Regions from separate parts of the Mus musculus genome. Here all the other regions are linked to region 3. A link is a contact called in public HiChIP or PLAC-seq data. All regions are on one chromosome and are shown on one strand. Each heading gives the region's core, a stretch centred on a gene start, on an enhancer-like site or on the middle of the called end of the contact. The rest is flanking DNA. Distances are from core to core; before and after follow the strand shown. Region 1 overlaps Adgrg6 (adhesion G protein-coupled receptor G6). Region 2 overlaps Vta1 (vesicle (multivesicular body) trafficking 1). Region 3 holds the start of Adgrg6 (adhesion G protein-coupled receptor G6).

Region 1 (3,964 bases), core at 386-2,885, 69 kb before region 3:
TGGGCAACAAAACCCAAGTGTCAGATACAAGTGTAACCCTGGCATTTGAGAGCAAAAAGCAGAAGAATCAAAAGTTCTAAGCCAGCCTTAGCTATGTAGAAAGTTCTAAACCCACGAATGCTCCATGAGACCGTATTTCAAAAGCAGCAGCAACAACAAAGCAAACAGAAGGAATACACTTAAATATTTTTATTTGAGTTCTTGGATAGCTGTAGCGAGCAACTTGAGAAGGTAGCTGGTAAAATCCACCTCCAGAAAGATGTAACTTGGGTTACATGTTTCATTCATTACTTTCAGTTGTCTGCAATATATATGGTGATATGTCAGGCTGTAAGGAGTTCAGAGCTCATTTGATGTTTTGAAAGTTTAAAATATCTAGTAGCTCTGATAGTTTCTAAAAATTAGCCCTAAAGTCAACAGCTGAGAATTCTGGGGCCAGTGTCATCACTAAAGGGTCAGGAGAGTCACTTGTTCCTGCAGCTCAAGGCAACAGCTGCCAGATGGAAGTAACATCAATGAAATGTAAATAACATGTCAGATGCTGACATGACCTGTGTGGCTGATGACATCCAGAATGGGCAACTTCATCAGAACATGTATTTAGCCCATTTCTGATGACCTTGCACATTTTCAGGCTGGGAAGGAATCTAAAAGGCAATCTGGCTGTGACATCTCTGTGTTAATGTGACAGACAGACATGGCGAGGGACACAGCCCCATCTCCCCATTCTCCTTAAGCTCTGCTTTCAGAGAGAGCCTTTCCATATCAGGGAAGGCCTCTGGCACCACAGGCTGACAGTGGCCATTCTCATTTCCCACTTCACTCCCACAGCCTTACGACATCAGTCCTCACCACCAGTCCCTCCAAAGTTAACCAGATGACTGTTTCATTTCCTCTTGTGATTATTCAATCTCCAAATCTTTTTGGAAGCAGCATTCAGAGGAAGTTGTCACGATGACTTTGGCATGAGTTCAAAAGGAAATTATTTATTTGGATCGGCCCAGTTAGGTCTGACACAAGGAGAAACCTAACAAGATAGGGAACCGAAAGATGCTAATGGGCTGCCTTCAGGTTGATAACGTTCTCAGTCTCTCAACGTATGCCCATGCATCCCAACCGCAAACACAGCTTGCTCTTCTGTAATACCATTCATGTTTCAACTGCCAACCCTGTCTTTCCTTGATCATCACGTCAAGAGAACATTCCATACTCAACTGCAAGGGATAATACTTCATTAAGCAAGTGAACGGTTCTAAGCCCCACTGGCATGCTTGCTCTGGAGAGGTACTTTCGATCCCTTGAAAGAGGATTAGACACTATATACACAAGCACACTCATGTTCATTTTTCATGGGAAACCCTTCTCCTTCAAGCAGTGGGTGAGCCTTTCCTGTCTCTCATGAAATAGATAACTTGAAACAACATGAACTGCATGCTATATTACTTAATCTACTGCTTAGCACTAGGTATGTTTTTTTCCTTGTTCATATTCATAGGCTACAAATGCACAACTCTAGATTAATCAAGTCAAGGACTTTCTTACCATCTAACACATCCACTGCTAACATATTACTGAAGAGGATGTGTTGACTCATGACAATTATTCAGACTGAGGCTTCTCACATGCTTTATAATATGGATGCCTCCAAGAGCATCCTTACCAGGCTGCTCGAGTTTCACTTCTACCATCTTGTCCTACTTCCTCAGACTTCCCTACTATGCTTCATTTTACTGCCTTACCATATTGTGGTCCTCAGGCCATCAGAGGTAGCATCATCTCTGGCCTAAACAAAACTTTCAGGTTAAGATTTTCAAGCAATTCGAAGATGTGTTCCTTTAAATAATAGCACAAGCCATACTTCCTCTGGAAACAAAAGAAATCTATAAAATACATGTAAAGCTCAGAGGATATTGCAGAAGAGACAGTGGAAAAATATATTTGTATGTATATATTTTACATATATGTATATGCATGTATGCATGTAATAATAAAAAAGCTAAAAAGAAGTATAAATTTGAAGGAAAGTGCAAACAGGCATATGGGAAGGTTTGAGGGAGGAATGGGAAGGGGGAAATGTCGTGGTTATATTATAATTTCAAAAGTGTAATTGAAAAAGAAACCAACAGAAAAAGAAAACACCTAGCACTGCACAGTGAAAGTAGACATAAGGTCTTACCACGGACTAAACAACAGCTCTTCTCACTAATGTGGGGAATATCTACAGTTAAGTCCACCAAGACATATCTCATCAGACTCTTGAATGAATGACCTGTACCTCTAGCTTCAAATTCTGGAAAGAAAGATACTAGCTGATCCAGCTAAGTCTATGGCTTGTTTCCTTCCCTCCAGGACAGAGCTCCACCCCTTGTACCACAGTTGATGACATTCTCCAGGCACAAAGCTTCTCTTGAAAGTGTCTGTTTCCTCTGCAACACTAATGATGGTATTTGTACAGCTTGCCTCCAGGGGTGGACCCTGACCTGCTGGGAACCAAATCACAGACTTCCTCAGTTGGATTTTCTTTCTGAGGAAAGCGAGATAGAGACACAGGACATTCACTTTGTTAGAGAATGAAGCTGATGGGTAAAGAAAGGAGAGGGGGTGGGGATGAGGGAGGGGATGTGGGCACAGATATAGGAAGAACAGATGACAGTAGTGTGGATGTGAGAGGTAGATACACTTTAGTTGCAGACATTCGATGCCATTGCAGCCAAATGTGTCTGCAGCCAACATCCCAATGAGCACGCCCCTCTGTACTCATTCTCCCTAGATGACCAATTCTGAGTCAAGGCTTCCTCAGTGTTCAGATGCTAGCAGCATACATACTCATTCTTGCTTGCAGATGTCGGCTAGATACTTTTCCTTGGATATCCCTCAGGCCCAACAATCCAAACACCATTCCACAATGGTCCACATCCTCTCTGATAGTGTTCATAGCATGAAAGATATTAGATACGGGCTAAGACTCTGTGTATCTCTTCTTTCTTTCTTCTCCAAGGTTTCAAAAATCTCATCATTTGTTCTATTTATGTATATCAAATCCACCCCTTCATCTAATTTCCTTCCATTATAAGTTTCTTCTCTTTTCTCTCCAGGAATAAGTTCAGCATGTGGCCTCACAGTTATCCAATACCCTTGCCACCTCCAAGCCATCTTACATATCAGTACCAGAAAGGCCTATCAAAATTCAAGTGTAAGTTTTAAAGTATTATCATCTCTAAGTGACAAGTGAATACCATACACAGCACTTCTTTTCTGCCCTGTTCATACTTCCAATCCACTACATCCACCCACTCACTCAATAAAGACTTCTGAAACTTCTGTGTGTCTGCACAGTCCCAGGTTCTAAAAATAAAATATTGTATAAGACAGCAGGGGCTGGAGAGATGGCTCAGAGGTTAAAAGCTCTTCCAGGGGTCCTGAGTTCAATTCAGGTCCTGAGTGCAACCACATGGTGGCTCACAACCATCTGTAATGGGATCTGATGCCCTCTTCTGATGTGTCTGAAGACACTGACAGTGTACTCACATACATAAAATAAATAATGAATATTTTAAAAAGGGAACAGTTTGTTTTTAAAAAAAAAGATAGCATCCCTGACTGTATGGGATATACAAATTATTAGAAATGCAGATAGATAGATAGATAGATAGATAGATAGATAGATAGATAGATAGATAGATGATAGAAACAGAAACTGTAGCAGAACAAATAGCTGAGTACAATAGACTATGTATAAATTTTGTAGAGACAGTGCCATGATCAGGGGGCTGAAGAGATGGCTCAGCAATTATGAGCACTCGTTGCTCTTCCAGAGGGCCTTGGTTCAATTCCCATATCTGCATGGTGGCTTACAATGATCTGTAACTCCAGTGTCTGGCTACTGTAGGCCCTGCACACACATGGTACACAGAGAAGCATGCAGGAAAAAAAAAAAACAGGTTGTGGTGTAGACCAGGGGCAG
Region 2 (3,840 bases), core at 189-2,688, 120 kb after region 3:
GTGACTGTGCCCTGATATTTTCCCTCTTGAAGGAAGAAAAAAGTGGAGCCCACAGTTAAGAGACTTTTAATTGTAAAAAGACTTTGGATTTTAAAAGAGATGGATATTTTAAAGAGATTGAAATTTTAAGAATATGTAAAGACTGTGGGACTTTTAAAGTTATTTAGAATGGGGATGAATAAGATTGTAAGGGTTGAGGCTTACTAGTGATGTTTTTGTGTGTCAAGTTGACAAGGGGTCAATTGTACTGGCTAGTTTGTGTCAACTTGACACAGCTGGAGTTATCACAGAGAAAGGAGCTTCAGTTGAGGAAATGCCTCCATGAGATCCAACTGTAAGGCATTTTCTCAATTAGTGATCAAGGGGGAAAGGCCCTTGTGGGTGGGACCATCTCAGGGCTGGTAGTCTTGGTTCTATAAGAAAGCAGGCTGAGCAAGCCAGGGGAGGAAAGCCAGTAAAGAACATCCCTCCATGGCCTCTGCATCAGCTCCTGCTTCCTGACCTGCTTGAGTTCCAGTCCTGACTTCCTTGGTGATGAACAGCAGTATAGAAGTGTAAGCCGAATAAACCCTTTCCTCCCCAACTTGCTTCTTGGTCATGATGTTTGTGCAGGAATAGAAACCCTGACTAAGACAACAATGCTCCTTCTTTTCTATTTTTTAAATCACTATTTAAAAAACAACCCACTTTTTAAAAAAAACGACATACAGAACTACAATGGATGCACCTATTACTGAAAGGCTAGGAGACATGGAATTTATGCTGCACAATTCTGTGAGTTTTTGCTTAATTTTGATGAGTGCTAACAAAGAATATTAAGCAATTAGCATTTGACATACTTTTCCAAGCAAACCTTTAAAAGCACATACCAAGTTAACATTAGAAAGGATGTTAAAAACAGGTCATGGTGGTGCAGGCCTTTAATCCCTGCATTTGGGAGGCAGAGGCAGGAAGATCTTTTTCAGTTTTAGGCCAACCAGGGCCACACAGTGAGACTCTGTCTCAAAAGACAACAAAACAAAACAAACAAAGAGGAATGTGCGAAAGTCAGGAGATCTGAGAGGGACTGTTTGTGAAGCCTAGGAGGGCTTTTCAGCAGCCATATCTTAAGTGGCTGCACACGGCTGTGCAACTCCTCCAAGCAGGTAACACCACTCCTTCCCCAGCAACTCGTACTCATCCATAGATTACATCTCTCAACGGACTCCTTCATGGGAGGGCACAATTTCTGGCCAGCAGTCTATGGTAACTTTTGAGTAATTATGTGTACAAACCCTATGAACAAGCTGCATTAAGAACACAGTAGGATTCACAGAGGCTGCTCGGTTCCCCTGCAATAGTTCATGTGAAGAAGGCTTTAAAAGGCTATATGAGTCTTACTAAGTTATGTCTAGTCATTCAGCTGTCATCCATGCCCGAGGCAGGATAGTCTGGACATATCTCTTCCTGTTTGTCTTGAAGGCCTTTTGCCGACAGCAGGAGCCTAGAATACTGGGATGACATAAGCTCAAAAATACCTGGTAAGTTGGTAATGTTTTTTAGGTTACTATTTATCCACTAGGTGCGCTAATCTGTTTGTTTTTTTCTGTTTTGTATTTGGGTAGGACACTCTGGGCAATCTACACAATGACTGCAACTTTTAGACTATAGTATGTTGGTGTGAGGTGATCCTTCTACAGTGGCACTCCTGGAAGAAAGCAGGGGGTTTGCACACTAAGTCCTTTATGTTACTCAATAATAAAATGCTATGTCAGAAAGTAACTTCTGAGCCACACTTATGCAGCATAGAAGACATTCATACATGTTCAAGAACACACTAACATTTTTTGATAAGTAATATCTTGTTCTACAGGCCAACTGGCATAGAAATTCTTGAGTAGGGAGACGTAAGAGTTGATTAGGAAGCTAAGGAAGATTGTCCCCCAGCTTCCAACAGAGCCTTGCAATGGAGTGGAGTGAAGAGGCCCAGCACAGGTAGGAAGACACAGCTACACTAACCTAAAACGAACACCAGAAGCAAAGGTAAGAAAGTCTGAGAACGGATATGACTGATCCTCCAGGTAACCAGGGGAAATGGCACTGAGAGAAAAACACAGGCCAGGATGTCAACAAGCATATGACACCTCACAGAATCCAAGAGCGTAACGTCTTCTCCCTCCAGTTCCTCACAAAGCTCAGGTTTGCAGTGTAGTAGGTGAGAGGTCAAAAGACTAGCAGCGGCTGGGTGTGGTAGTGTACACCTTTAATCCTAGTACTCCTGAGACCCAGACAGGAGGGCAAATGTGAGTTAGGGGCCAGATTATCTACATAGAGAGTTCTAGACCAGTCAGGGCTACATAGTGAAATCCTGTCTCTGGAAAAAAAAAAAGGCTGGCAGTAATAGCAGTAGTACCATTTTTTATTGCGTTTACTTCTCTGCTAAGGCCTTTTGTGATGTAGCCTACAAGAAGCACACATTTTGAGCTTCAAGAGACACAGTGAACACTATCTCATGTGCTCTCTGCTCAGTGGTTAGGCACACCGGCAAACCCTGCCAAACAAGTACTACTGCCCTCCTTGCACCCACTGCTTTTCTGTGGAAGAACTAAAGCTTGTAAATGAGTACACACTATTCTTTTCAGCTATCTGAAGGATTTCCCTTTGATAAAAGTGTATCCTGGACCTACTACATGAGAGAAGGTAAATCACTCTTAAAGGGAACAAGAGGGGAAACATCTGTTATGTTTATAAACTAAAAATGTTACTGCTTTCTTTTATTTGACAGCTACCAACTGAGTAAATGTAACAGAAAAAAACAAAAATGGAGCTAAGAGAAGACCTGGCATCCAAAATTGAGAACTAAATAGAGGCATGCCACTGAGAAAGCAGGTTTGGATTTGAAAAGATTTATAGATTCTTGTTTCCCAAGGATCACACACAAGGGACACCGACAGGAGGGGGCACCTTCCTAACTAACTCAATGAAGCCAGAGTCTTGAGTTCAAATCCCGGTTTTTCACTGAGTATGCTTCTTAGAAGCTTTTACTTGTATTCGCTTCTTTGATGAATGAAAGGAGGCAGAAAGGGGTAATGAGATTATAAAAATATGCTACATTTAAACACATATGAACAGGGAGAGGGAGACTGAACACACAGCTGGCACATGTCTCAGTTAACCAGATCAAAATGCACTGTGCACACTAGAACACTTCCTAGAATCTGCCCTCTAATATCTATCATTGTCATGAATATTCTCAACAATAAGTTCTGACTATTAGTGTGGCCACACGAAGCTATCAAGATTTTAATGCTTTCACTGTACAAAATATTAATTTCATATAGGGCAATTAAACAATCCTCCAACTGAAAGTATGGTTTGTTGTCTCACACACACACCAGGTCCATATGGATCCAGGGTGAGTAACTTTACTCCAGAGCTGCTTTCAGATCCGTTTCTACAGAAGTACCTTTCAGGTAATCTTTCCAAACTTCTACACTGACATATGACATTTGTCTTGATTCCCAAAATAATTCTGAATGCTCATTAACTTGTCACAGACAGCTCTGTCTTTCTAGCACAGATGGCAGAAGAGGAAAAAAAGGAAAAGACATGAATCTGTGGAATGCTTATTTTTGTGTCATGTCTAAGTACCAGTCAATTTTATGCTTTCCTCTCTTTTAATAATTAAGCATGAGAAATAGGCATGATACTAACTTCATCCTAGAGAGAAAACAACTGAGGGTGAGGGAGGAAGATACCAGCTGGGCTCTGGAAGGTTCATAGTCTAGTGGGAACCAGAAGACACTGGGGTCTGGGTCAAATGCACGGCACGCTGCTTCCAAAAGAATGCCAGTGTTTACT
Region 3 (4,277 bases), core at 1,308-3,807:
GTAGCCGCACTTGTTATACTGGAATTCTTAGTTGGGAGTTGGTACAGCCCTTAAATGTCATCATTTCCACAGAGCAGTATACATGATAATGTCATCTAGCTTTGACAAGGCAATGATGTCATCCAACTAGGCCTGAACATGGAAATATATATCTTGCCACAAATACTACACACTTTCTGTTTAGTCTAAGTATGAGATAGTCTCTAGAAACTTCTTCATTCCTCAGAAATGTAAATTCTATATAATATGTGGACAGTTAGAAACATATTGGGTTGAAAGACATTATCATCTGTTTATTTTTAATATATAAATGACATTTCTCTCATTATTTCCAGAAATCAGAGCGACATTTCACTTAGGCAGTAACAAATATGGGCTTCTAATACTTCCCATAAGCTAACAGACAATGGTCTCATTCACCATTCACATTGGAAAGGCACAATGTCATGTAACTTATAAAAGCCATAAATGGAACAGTATCTTCATGCAGTGTGAGACCCACAAAGGCCAGCCTTCCTAAATCTCCTCAATTTCTCAGAGCATGAAAAACCTGCAATTGTAATAACTCCTAAATATATTTATAAAGTCTGTAATCTCAAACCATGAGGGTAACAATATACAAGTTTGTTCTACACAAGAAAGACCCTGCCAAGACCCTTAAGTAGCCTGCGTATTTTTATTTACTGAAATTAAAATTTGAAAAATATAATTTGTCTCCCATTTCAACGTTTTTAACAAGATAATAGAAATATTTTCCTTGGGTAGCTTGGCATTATCTCCATGTAGTCTAACTTGGCTAAAATGGGTTAAGCTGTCTCAAACAACTGCACAGAAAATACGCATAACCATCTTGAAAGAGAGAAAATATTTCCAGCAAAAGAATTTGGTAAAGAAATTTAAATCAAGGACAAAAAGCTTTGAATGATTGTTTGCTCATGACTCAACCTGAGAAGACATAAATTTAATCACACTTAATCCAAATTGCGAGAGTGTTATCATTACTGGTTGATCAGTAGTGTGTGTGTGTGTGTGTGTGTGTGTGTGTGTGTGTGTGTGTGTGTGTGTGTGCTTTTAATCCCATGAGGTCTCTATACCTGGGGAGGCTGCCTAAACATCTCCAGTGAAAAGTCAGGGTATGTTTGCAGGAAAAACTGAAGTTGGAAACAAACTTAGCAGTCATTCCAAACCTGTTGCCTGCATAGGCGAACCAGTCTTATGTTACAAGGCTGGCTGTTTCCCAAGACAAACGCTTACAAGTTATCCATTCGTCCATTCCACTGGCAGAAGCAAAACTGTAAAAGTCACAGGTGTGGCATTACTTCACATGGAGTTTTAATAAAAATAAGTGGTATTCATTACAAGGCACAGAGCAGAGATCAGAGCTGCGGCATGGCGGGTGTGGTTGGTATGCTCTGTTCTGTCTCCCACCTTAAAAACGCGTTTGGGGATGCAGACAGGACAGAGCAGCGAAGGGAAATAAAGACTCAAGATGCTTGGTGGTAACCTGGAAGAGGAAATTGAAGTGGAAATAAGTAAGGATGGAGTAATGGAGTGAGGGAAGTATCAATTTGTTATACCTCTTCAACAAGTTAGTGGAAGGGGGTTAAACGTCTGCCAAGTTGATGGCCCAAGAATAAAGCAAATGGCCGAGGGAATAATTACAGTGTGAAAAAAGGCAACAACGTTTAAGTTCACCGCAAAGATAAGTGTGACCCTTCTGAGAATCACTGACCAGTTGGGAAGGCCAGGAACTGCGGAGGCTGCTCTTTCACCAGGTCCCTCTGAGCCATCCCACAACTTGGATGGTAGTTCCATCCAGGCAAAACCTTCATGCTTTTTCTGTCTCACCCTCTCCTCCAGTGCCTCCTACTTGTAATTCTACCGGAAGCCTCCATCATTCCTTATTTACTTGTTAATCAACATCTTCTACTGAGAACACTTTTCTGAGTTCTTCAAAGAAAACGGCGAGAGGTGGGAGGTTACAACTGGATAAAAAACTCATTTAAATATCTATGAGGTCTAAGAAGGACTTCTACAGGCAAAAATGACAGCTGAAAGCCAATGTCTCGCTGGCAGTACCTTCCCAGACCCTAGGTGTTGATCCCGGGAATGCTGGCTTGACAGGACCAGGACCCTGAAGACAGATACACAGTGCGTTCCTACTTGTTTAACCTGAATCAAAACCCTGCCATTCTTATTTTTTCCACTGCCCAAAAGTGAGGTTTAACTCTCTAGGGGAGAAAGGGTTCTCTAGGGGAGAAAGCCACACACACATGCTCCGGCTCTGTTTGGCAATACCCAGTCCCGGGTGCCTCGAGGAGGCACGCTGAAGCTTCTCTTACTGCAGTTGGTACCTTTCTAGGAAGCGCTGCTCTAAAGTGGTGAAGGGGACACAGATGGAGGTGCGATGGGCTCCAACCTGGAAGGCGACTTACATGCTGGCATTACCGTGTGGAGATTCCCAGAGGCCGCACACTCATCCTCCAGCGCTCTCTGCGTTGTTGCCCTCAAGCTCCACCGAAGAAGATCCCGGCTTTCGGGACCGCGACCCGCAGGACCCTTCGTCACGCCCTTTCTCGAGAGTTCATAGGGTTTCCCGGCAGCTGCTCGTCGCCTGCGCAAGGGGCGGCGCAAGGTGGACCCGGGGCGCGCGCCGTGGAGTTCAAGATCAGGTCCGGCGCGCGGGGGAGCGGCTGACCGCGGCAGGTTCTGCCGCCCGGGCGAAGAACTTTCACAAGAGTTGGGACGAAGGGCTCCGGCGAGCGGGTGGCGTCCGATCCCGGCCTGCGGGGCTTGGAGAGGCTGAGATCACCAGGCTCCTGAGCCTGCGGCCAGTCGCGGCGCAGCGCTGGCGTCCGTTTCCCCCTGAGGCTCAGGTGCGGCTCGGCGCGCCCCCCGGGTGGCCCCAGCTCTAGGCGTTCAGAGGACAGAGGACCGTCCTGCAGGCGCAGCTGCCCCACCCAGGGCCGGCCACCCGAGGGCAGAGGCAAAGGGAGAAGTCGCCACGCGGGGCGGGACCGGCGCGGGCGGCGGGGTTGGAAGACTGGCACAGAGCCAGAAGCAGCTCCGGGGAGGGGACCCCGCTGACCCCGAGGTCACCCGCGGGCCGCGAGAGCAGAAACCCGCAGAGCTTGGGTGAAGGAGCTCCGAACGCAGGCGCGCCAGTGGGCATGTGTTCTGAACGCTGCCAAGAACCCGGGCTGTCCCTTACTTTTCCCTTTCTTAGTTCTTCCTCCTCCGCCCCCCCCCCCCGCCCGTCCCCTCAATTTTCCTCCAGAAAGAAAGAAAAGAAGAGAGAGAGAGAGAGAGAGGAAGAAAGGAAGGAAGGAAGGAAGGGAGAGAAAGGAAGGAAAGAAGAGAAGAGAAGAGAAGAGAAGAGAAAAGAAAAAGAGAAGAGAAAAGAAAAGAAAAGAAAATGGAAAAGAAAAGAGAGAGAGAGAGAGGAAGAAAGAAAGAAAGAAAGAAAGAAAGAAAGAAAGAAAAGAAAGAAAGACAGGGGGAAGGGTATTTAATGAGGGAAAGGTGGAGGAGGGCTTGAGAGGTTTGGGGCGATATGCCTCCTTTAAATTTAACTTTTTTTTTTTTCTGTTTGAGTGGAATTAATTTACTAATACAAGTGCAGCCGCTCACTAGGGGAAGTCAAGACAGCCAGGCAATGCTTCTCCTGAGAAACTGCTTTGCAAGGGATATAGGCACACCCACTTGCTAAAAGACAGGGAAGCGCTCCAGCAGAGGGTCCCTTGCGCTGTGCCTTACCAGACTAAATTCAGAGTGCTAGGGGCGGCGGCCTTTCCAGACTTGGTTCCATTCAGAGTGAGGCAGTACGGCTTTCCTTGTAGACACACACACACACACACACACACACACACACAAAAGCCATAAAAGTAGATTAACCCTGATTGGCTAGTGGTAGAGAAGGGTTGGGGTAGGAGGCAAAGAGGTAAAACAGGACTGAGGACAGATAGTTTCAGGCAAAAGAAAGAGGAAGCTGGAAAGCCGCCAGCAATCTAGACTACTTCTGATCCAGCCTGTGTTCTTTTGATTTTTATCAGTATTTATTTTAACGTTTAAAAAAAAAAAAACACAGTAGAATTAATAAAGAATCAAACTGCTTCATTTAAGGAAAGCTGAGATGGTTTTGGTTTTACAGGTAGAGAAATAGGTCCAGGGAGGCATAGTCTGCACTAATTATTCAGAAATGATCAGGGTTCGAGTCTAAGGTTTAGAGACTCTCAGTTCAAGGCCGCCTCTGTGACACTAGATTGTCTCAAGGATTT

Evidence for each region. HiChIP or PLAC-seq counts read pairs in DNA pulled down with a chosen protein or histone mark.
Region 1: an H3K4me3 HiChIP or PLAC-seq map of bone marrow-derived macrophages shows a contact between it and region 3, with 2.0 times the contacts expected there. The contact joins the enhancer-like site here to the promoter of Adgrg6 in region 3. A contact is called at or near these places in 4 of 39 promoter capture datasets (the 3T3-L1 cell line, 3T3-L1-derived adipocytes and embryonic stem cells), 1 of 15 datasets of contacts at CTCF or cohesin (the NIH/3T3 cell line), 17 of 484 Hi-C or Micro-C datasets (the AML12 cell line, the C2C12 cell line, the C3H10T1/2 cell line and 10 more), 5 of 115 datasets of contacts at active chromatin or transcription factors (bone marrow-derived dendritic cells, bone marrow-derived macrophages, embryonic stem cells and 2 more) and 2 of 9 other capture datasets (adipose tissue and bone marrow-derived macrophages).
Region 2: a contact with region 3 is called in an H3K27ac HiChIP or PLAC-seq map of trophoblast stem cells, with 7 read pairs. The contact joins the enhancer-like site here to the promoter of Adgrg6 in region 3. A contact is called at or near these places in 2 of 39 promoter capture datasets (both in the 3T3-L1 cell line), 1 of 15 datasets of contacts at CTCF or cohesin (the NIH/3T3 cell line), 2 of 115 datasets of contacts at active chromatin or transcription factors (stem cell-derived neural progenitor cells and trophoblast stem cells) and 3 of 9 other capture datasets (adipose tissue, liver and pancreatic islet).

What each region holds. Positions count from the first base shown.
Region 1 is chr10:14,474,181-14,478,144 of GRCm38.p6, forward strand. All of the region lies in intron 2 of Adgrg6 (adhesion G protein-coupled receptor G6), which reads right to left. Among named protein-coding and RNA genes, the nearest start is that of Adgrg6, 69 kb to the right of the region's middle. Within about 2 kb of position 1,636, at least 26 of the 459 cell types and tissues checked have an H3K27ac peak or open chromatin away from gene starts, as enhancers often do. A contact at or near this core is called in bone marrow-derived macrophages, where this site is marked.
Region 2 is chr10:14,663,758-14,667,597 of GRCm38.p6, forward strand. The region is part of intron 6 of Vta1 (vesicle (multivesicular body) trafficking 1); the gene reads right to left. Among named protein-coding and RNA genes, the nearest start is that of Vta1, 40 kb to the right of the region's middle. Within about 2 kb of position 1,439, at least 8 of the 459 cell types and tissues checked have an H3K27ac peak or open chromatin away from gene starts, as enhancers often do. A contact at or near this core is called in trophoblast stem cells, where this site is marked.
Region 3 is chr10:14,542,479-14,546,755 of GRCm38.p6, forward strand. Adgrg6 (adhesion G protein-coupled receptor G6) reads right to left here and starts at 2,558. Exons shown (of 25, transcript NM_001002268.3): 1 at 2,436-2,558. The coding sequence starts at 2,437.